Regions from separate parts of the Drosophila melanogaster genome. Here region 2 is linked to region 1. A link is a contact called in public Hi-C data. All regions are on one chromosome and are shown on one strand. The core of a region is the stretch at or near the end of the contact, and the rest is flanking DNA. Distances in the headings are between cores, read along the strand shown. Region 1 holds the start of flw (flapwing). Region 2 holds the start of sev (sevenless).

Evidence for each region. A called contact is a pair of places that touch in the nucleus more often than the background predicts.
Region 2: a contact with region 1 is called in a Hi-C map of the Kc167 cell line, with 1.7 times the contacts expected there. The contact joins the promoter of sev here to the promoter of flw in region 1.

What each region holds. Positions count from the first base shown.
Region 1 is chrX:10,383,666-10,388,005 of dm6, forward strand. It overlaps flw (flapwing), which reads left to right and starts at 2,295. Exons shown (of 5, transcript NM_001272478.1): 1 at 2,295-2,898. The coding sequence starts at 2,847. It overlaps Psf3 (Partner of Sld Five 3), which reads right to left and starts at 2,196. Exons shown (of 3, transcript NM_001298154.1): 1 at 1,286-2,196; 2 at 823-1,217; 3 at 1-761. The coding sequence starts at 1,388. The coding sequence ends at 621. CG17841 reads left to right here. Exons shown (of 4, transcript NM_132394.4): 4 at 1-518.
Region 2 is chrX:11,084,341-11,088,680 of dm6, forward strand. sev (sevenless) reads right to left here and starts at 1,959. Exons shown (of 12, transcript NM_078559.3): 1 at 1,856-1,959.

The DNA.
Region 1 (4,340 bases), core at 1,045-3,544:
ACATTTGTTACATTTTCCACCTACGAGTATAATATATATGTATATTGGCCTACTTTGTGCGCTTTAGCCTAACTTGCTTAGTTCATTACATTATACCATTGAAAACTCTTCCAAAATAAACAAATAGCACAATCCAGACTTATAAGCATTACGGTCCCTGAAATAGAAGTCCTATATTGGTTGCTTTTAAACGAACTACCTATGTACGCTGGACATTGGTGTATATGTTTATTTGTGAACTGTATGTGAAACTAGCACAAAATCAAATTTTAATTGAGCTTACAAGAATATAATTATATATGTAGTTAACTATTTATATGTAACAATGTGGCGCAACATCGCTTTGGCTTATTGCCAAGTCAATGAAAAACGCAGAACGGCAGCTCCTATGTGTTTTGTTTAAGACCGGTCCCGGATTGGATGCTTAGTTATGCGTAGATGTATGCGAAACCCATGTATTTTGAACTGTACAAATGGATTTAGCCGTGTGCATAGAGTAGATGAAAAGTGTATTTTTGAGAGGTCAGGCTGCCCTATGGCCACCGAACGAATGGACGAAATAAAGTTGCTACAGTTCCACAGTACATCAGTGGTCTGTTTTTGTTGTTTTACTCTGCTTGTTACAAGGTGGCCCGCTTGCTGTTGGGCAGAGCATCGCCCTCGTCATCGCTGCGATCCGCACGTCGCCGCTTCTTTTGGTGCTCCTCGACCAGCTCCGAGGTGCGAATCTTGTTGCCCGTCATCTGCAGCCATTCGATGTACTGAAATTATGTGATTAATATAACACTCCGTGCCCACTTGACTGGTAGTACAGCCACCCACCTGACTGTTGGTGCGCACTCCAGCCTCGTGCAGCTTGGCCTCGATGTTATCCAGTCGATGCTCCGCCTTGGCTGCCTGTCCGTCGCTCTTCGAGATGTCCAGGAGATGACGTACCCTCTGGCGCAGCGTTTCGAAGATGATGCGGCCGATGACATGGTTGCGATCGTAGGGCGTCAGATAGCGACCGAACTCGTAGAAGTACGGGTGCAGGCGTCCCAGCTCGATGTGCGTGGTCTCCGCCTCGCAGACGGCCTTATGCACATTGCGATAGATATCTGGCACGGCGACGGTGAAGTAGGCATTGTTTACCTTCAGCTCCTTGATGTACCACAACGGCAGATTGACCGTCCTGCCGGGCTCCAGGTCATCCGATTCCGCGCCGGAGTCCAGGAATCCTGCAAGCAACTCAATATTGTCGGATTACTGGCCAGAATGTGCGTGTCCGTCCAAGCCAATCACTTACCCATCCGCTGCAGCTTGGTGTTCACCCGACATTCCACCTTCTCCTGGGTCACGAATATGTCCTCGATGGAGTAATAGTTCGGAAAATAGTTCATTCCGTTCATTGCGCGGCCCAGCTTTATGATTCGTTTGGTGTTTACTTTAGGTAAATTCAATTTCTTAAGTGCGCGACCTATCGCCTATCGATATTAGATGCATTTTGCCGGGGTCTATCGAGGCAGAAACAGCTGTTTGCCTGGATGCCGAGGCACTCGATAGGTTTTATGTACTATATATATCGAAGCATTTATATGTATTATATGTAAATAGTTTTTCCGGAAAATTACTCTTATTTCAGCGCGAATTTTAAATTGCAGCCTGCACTTGACATTTTTTTATACATAAAATTACTAGTCAGGGTATAATTACTCAAAGTTGTAAATGATGTGGAACATGTGAACTCAGCTTAGTAATAGTAATTCGATACGATTGCAATTAGATGGTTACTTCTTCCGCAAGTTCTTAGGCTTATCTGCATCTTTCAAAAACAAATAAAAATAAAGGTTTCGTTCCCGGCAATGACTATTTTGACTTCAATTTCGAACAATTGATCTTAATCTAGCCGTATGATCATCAAGTCGTCGATAAAGTCGCCCATATTAAAAATCATCAATCCACTTGAGATCAAAAATAGCAAAGCCGCGTGCTTCGAGTTTTTCTTGTTGGCGACGAGGAACGGACAGATGGTCGAAAGAGCCATTTCGATTTAGCTATGTGTGTGCAAGGATTAGAGAAATGTGTGTGTAGTTAATATCAGTTAATAACGAAATCATAGGGAGCACACAACTTGTTCGGTCGAGATTTGAGTTCACAGTAAGAAGTTTGAAGGCACGAGCGTTGAAGTGCGAAAAAGGACTTTGACAGTTAACTCCCGCGTTGCTGAGCACTGGCTGGCTTCGTTGCCCATCGGACTATCGATAAAGTCGAACTGTAAAGCCGCCGCCACCAAAAACTTTTTCAGCCTTCCGGCAAACGGTCATACTCAGCTAGCTGTCCGACGAGTTTTGTTATTGGCGGAGAAAAGATTACGCTGGTTTATAAATTCTCAGTTAAGCCGATTTCTCAGCTCCTCTCCCCCTGCAGAGATCTAACACATCTATATAGATATATATATTTTATATATTCCTTGATCGATTTGCGATCCCGAAAGTCGATCAGCCGTGCGTCTATATATTTTTTTTTCTGTTCTTGCCCCTCGTGCAACATCAGTGAACATCAGCGGCCCACCGTACAAAATCTCAATAAGAAAAAAAGAGAGCATAAAGTGAAATTGCCTTTTGCGGCAAGTAAGAAAACGACCAAAAAAGAGAAAAGAATATAACGACTATTTGAATTAAACAAAGTTTATTGTTTACAATAGCATACAATACAAGTTTATAAGCTAACGGGCGTCGCTGTGCGTGTGTGTGTGCTTGTGTGTGCGTGCGTGTAGTTGTTGCGCCAAAAATTCCAATCGGAATTCTGGAACAGCTGGCCACAACAACAAAACGCGGCCAATAGAAGAACAATTTAGCTGCTGAAAAATGGGCGACTTCGATCTGAATGTGGACAGCTTGATACAGCGGCTGCTGGAGAGTAAGTAGATGCGAAATTTCCCCCTCTTTCAATCCTACTTTCCCAAAACCTCCCCCCCAAACCCTCTACGCCCCTCCCACGCCACTGTCCCCATTTTAATTTATTACACAGTTTATCTGCGTGTGTGTGTGTGTGCGATTGCATTTTCTAATTATTGCACATTGTTCGCTTAAATGGTAGTAGGTTTTCTTTTTGTTGTTGCGACAGCCCCTCTCTCTACCGCCGCCGCCGCCACCGCTGCTGCCGCTGCAACCGTTTGAATTTGACTCTTGAATCAATTAGTTTTAATTGATTTTCATTGCTCCTCTTGAAAAACAGCAAAAACCATAAAAACAACAACAACAACAGCGACAGCATCTACGCTACGCTCATTAGCGTTTACATAATACTAACAGTGATCGCGCTGTTAAGCACGCCATCTCTGTCCTGCGCTAATGTCTCCCAAATGATTTTTGGTTTATTAGCTGTGTTTTTTCTTGTTTCGCCTATATTGGCAATGACGTCATCGAGCTGATAAACACGGGCGTGATTCAAACAGAATGTGTAGCTATGAAATCGCCGACGAAGGAATGGAACGGAATCACATGAGTTACTCGATAAGGAGCTTTGTCGCAAGTAACCCCACTGCCCGTTGGAGTGGGATCGCTGTTCGTGTCACGCAACTATCGCTAAAGACGGTTGAGAAATCTACGACCGATATATCCTATATTTCCTAGCCCCCAAGAAGATATTTTTATCCAGCGATCAATATCAATATAATTTTTACTGGGTATCGACCGCTATAGCCGATATCCACTGTATGTGGCTTAGAATGGGTGGTGGGGGCTGTGTCATCGTCGTCATCATGCAACCTTCCTGCAAAGCGTAAAAGCGCTAAATAGTTTACATTTTTGCAACCTCTTCTAGGTTTCGAATGCGATATGCCTTTGCCCTGGTGAAAACCCAACATCTGCGAGGGTTGCTTAAGCCGCTTAGTGCTTGTCTCGTTTTGCAAGTGTCAGCCAATGTCGAAGATACGGCATGGGACGGGATGGGCTTTTCCGCTTTTCCGGGGGGCGGGCCGCCGCCACCATTTGGCTTTAGCTCTGACCGACGCCACGGGGAAATTGCATTTGAACATTGCGATTTTCGGTTTTTGTCCATTTCCGCAATGAGTTTCGCTTTTCTTCCTCCGATTCTGTCTTTCGGTTTCACTTATTTCTTGCGCTGATATGACACGACCCAACTACAGTGGTCATTCGACGGAAGAACACAGCGGAAAAGGAAAACGGAGAAGAATCTTTTCAGATATCGGTTATGTTTCTACGTTATGAAGTATGTAAATATATCATAGAAAGTATATTTCCTTACTTACCGTGTTAGCTACCGAGTGATCACTGTAAACCACTCTCAGCTGCCAAAGCAGATGGGCGATGGGCAAAAGGGGCAGATTGAGCGAGATG
Region 2 (4,340 bases), core at 709-3,208, 700 kb after region 1:
ATTTCAAATAGCAGAGTCAAAAAACCAATTCAATTGGAAATTTTAAGTACACAAACTAATTTCCATTTTATGCAAATTCGAGAAGCAGCAAACGAGGCAGTTACAAAAAATTAAATGCAAGTGATATTTTACGGATACCCTTTACTCAACATTATGTCATATAATGTTAAAATATATGAATACATTTTTATATAATTTATTTAGCGAATTTGAGAAATGAGTCTCGTTAACTTTCCATTAAACAGAATGACTTATTTCTTGTACTTCAATTCATTGCAGTTGCAATTTAAAGGCATAAAAAAAGCTGCTAAAAGGCCCGAACCTAGTAATTTACAAATATTTGCAGTATATCAGCAAGCCAAGTTTTGTCTAATTAATAGATACTCCAATCACTGTATTTACAAAGTGGCAGTTCTGCCCTTGCAAAATGCTATATTACTATCATTTTTGTCAAACCGTCAATTATCATGAGTTTTCCGGATTATTACTCAATTTAGTGTAACAAGCATAAACAATTTACATGTATAGTTGATTAATAGCTGTACCAATAGCATTAAATGATATTTGCATATTTGAAAATTTGATGTATATAATATATTTGATATATTTGATATATATTTGATATATTTGGAAAATAATTAATAAAAATAAGTAGGCAAGTGAATATACCCCAAGAAAAAGCTTAACTACATTGCATTCTACTTATTTCAGATGCAGCTCAAAGGTTCAACGCACATTGCCGGCGAGATAAACAGGGTAAACACAAACACACACACACACAATCTAAGTCCGGATCGATAAGCCAAAATCCCAATGATCTCCGTAACTGGTTTGGCCAGCTTCCACCGCCCAACTCATCCAAATGTCGCCGGGATTTCGATTAGAGGACATGGATGGTCCATGCTCTCATGGTCCATGGTCCAATTAATATGGCGTCTGCATAATCAGCTAGCCAAGCGACAAGTTTCAATTAACATGGCGTAATGCATGGCCAATAAGTCACGCCCCCTTCGACCGACCACAGCAAAAACAACAACAACAACAACAACAACAACAACAATAGCGAACGGGAAGTGGCCATAACAAATTTATCCTCATTAAGATGCAAACACATTCGACGGACGGAGAATAATCGAGCGGAGTCGCACTTTCAAAAACGGAAATCCCTTTTGTCCGCAAGTTCAGCAAAACCATAGATATACATATATATATGTATATATATATATATGTATATATAATAGTTAATTGCACTTTAATTTCATATTTACCAGCAACAACAACAGCACAGCAGCACGGAAAATGTTAATTAAATCGCCCGATGAGCAGACTAGACCGAACAAATATATATATGTATAAACAAAATGAAACAGAAAAACCGAAAATAAATTGAAATTCAAATTGAATAAACCGCGCGAAATAGTGAAAACACGAAAGATCACAGCGGGATTAATTGCATTAAAGTTATTCAGAGAATATTATGCAAAAGCTGCCGGCCAGCGTTTTGCATTAATTAGTCGAAGGTATGTATGCTATAGTATATATATATACATATTTGTACAATCAGAAAGTCAAAACCGATGGAGCCTTAAACTCTCACCCACATTTCGCTCGAATCGCCGCTGTTGAAGTTGTTAAGCGCTGTTCACGCGCTTTAATTCAATTTATTGTTGATTTGAGCGGCTTAATTGCATTTTATTGTTGCAGTTGCGGCCCCAACTGAAAAGCAACTCCACACACACACACATAGGAACACTTAGTGCACGCGAAAAAAAAAGGGTATTAAAAGAGCCGAAATTCATGCAAACACACACATACGCGCACGGATGTATCTTGTATCTTTGAGAACGCAACTCACTCGACAAAATGTCACAGATATCTGGATGTGGATCTGAATCTGGATCTGGATGTGCGATTCCCGAAGCGTTACGTAGTGCGCAGTGGCGCGATCGCAGCAGAACTGATTTGCCGGCGAGCGGCGGCTTTTTAACCAAGCCCCAAGCTCCAAGTCCAAGTCCAACCCCCCAGCTGGAGAACTTGAGCACGGAACTGAAACCGAACCGAAGCGATGCGATGCGATACGATACCATACGATACCATACGATACCATACGATGCGATGAACGATGAGTGACGAAGCGCACCGCAACCGAACCGAACTGAACCGAACCGATCTTAAATGACCATTGATCTTCTTTTTCGTTGACGCAGCAACTATGACGTCATTGGCAGGGCAACCCCTAAACTGGATATCATGGGTAGATAGCCCACCGCGCTCCTCTTTCCATGGGTCAAAGCTCAACTCAATCGGTTGATCGCAGATCGCAAGCAGGCCGCCAGATATTTAAGTTCTTATAGATACATAGATAGATAGATGTATTTTCCATCTCAAGAAACCAATGCCACCTCAAGAGTATCTATCTAAAATATAATCTTAATAAAAACATGATCTTAACATTGTGCATCTAGTTGATTTGATGATTTTCGGTTTTTAATAAGCTTCCGACTTACATAGTAACATCTTTGTATCATTAAAATTAAGGTAATGGGCCGAGGCTATGTAAAATGTATATAATTATTAAATTATAGTACTTATTTTTGAGCTAGACTTATTAAGACTAAATATATTGAAAAGCTTACATCCAAAGAGGGTTAAATTTCAACTTCTTGCAATGGAAAAAAACTTTATTCGTTTACAAATGTTAACAGAAATAATTTAAAATACAACTCAATTTACTCTAAACATCGTCACATGAATAGCGCAAATCAACGCGCTTTTTCGCCAACAAATAAACGTGGCAGAAAATTTGTTTAAATCGTTTAGCTGACTCACTCTTTACATTTAGCTAAGCATTAACAGCACACCTAAATTGATTATTAAACTAATTGATCGCAAGCAGCAGTAAACGCTTGAAAATAATTGAATTCAATAGGGAACTAGCCCACACAATCAGAAAATAAAGTCATCAATTGGGGTGAATAGAAGTGTATTTCCATGAAAAGTAAACGAGATGTGGAAAGTCATAGAAATTTCATTAAAAATTTTCTATCAAACTACAAAATATCATATTTCCATAACTTTTTAACCGAGAAATATGAAGAAAACAAGTTAAGCTATTAATTTCATTGATTTACACAAACATTTAGGTATTTTTTTTTTACTCTGTAGAATCAAAAACTCGCAAGCTAAGAAATATGCAATATTTTAAAGCATTTTCCGAGCATTTGAAGCACACAAGAGTAGGCAATTTTCCGGTTACACATGACTCGTGACTCATACAACTGACACTGCGGGATGAAAAATTGAGCGGCGAGTGAAAGGCTTGCGTGACAGCTTCCGTTTCCGGTTCCGCCATCAAGTCCAAGTATCCCTTTCGCTTATGGATTTTTTGGCCAACGGAAAGGATGTGCCGCAGACATCCAAACTGCACTCGTGCGCACAATTTCTTGGCCCGAATAATCTGTGGAAATCCAATCTCCCGCCTGGGATCATCGAATTCGTACTAATCGTTTGAAATATTCTGGAATTGATTAGACGGCAAACTTATTACACACACTTGACGGAAGATGCGGCTTATCAACCCGAGCGATTCTCAATGGATTCGCCGGCGGACTAGGTGCTACATACCTATTTCACAGACTGTCACGTGAAAATCAGATTTTCGCATTTTTTTCGAAAAAAAAAGGGACAACCCCGGAAATTCACCTTCTGATTGACGTATTGTGCACATTTTGCATGCAAACTCTTTTCAATCTTGAACTGTAGTGAAATTTGCAATTTTGTAGCACTACAAATTGGTCTTGCATAAAAATATTTATTTCTTTCTCTCAGTTTAGTCATTGATGTTTTAGTCTTTTTCAGTTTATTGAGTAAAAGGTTTTATTTATATCGACAATTGAAGAGAAACTAGAGTTAGTTTATACGTTGTAAAGCAATTCAATTGGTTGCTTAACGTAACATAAAATTATATTATATTAAATGGTGTATTGTGTCGATTTGGGAACTGTTTTTGGATGATTCACCACCAATCGATGCCCCAGTGCCCGACTGTCTGCATAATGGACTTGGTGGCATTGGATGATCATGATCGTCCGGCGCGAACCAAAACATCGAAACGTAAACAATTCTTTGCATCTCAACTCAAATGTTTATACAATTTTATACATCAACGGTCAAGAGAATGGGTACAACCAATTCAAAATCAGAAGCAAACAATTACTGAGACAGTCGACTTAAATACAATTTTTAATAAAATCTGCATTTTCTAGCAGTAAATCGATGTATTCTATTAATTTCTGCATACATTTTGCTCTATTTGTGATATAATTATCATTATTATTAAT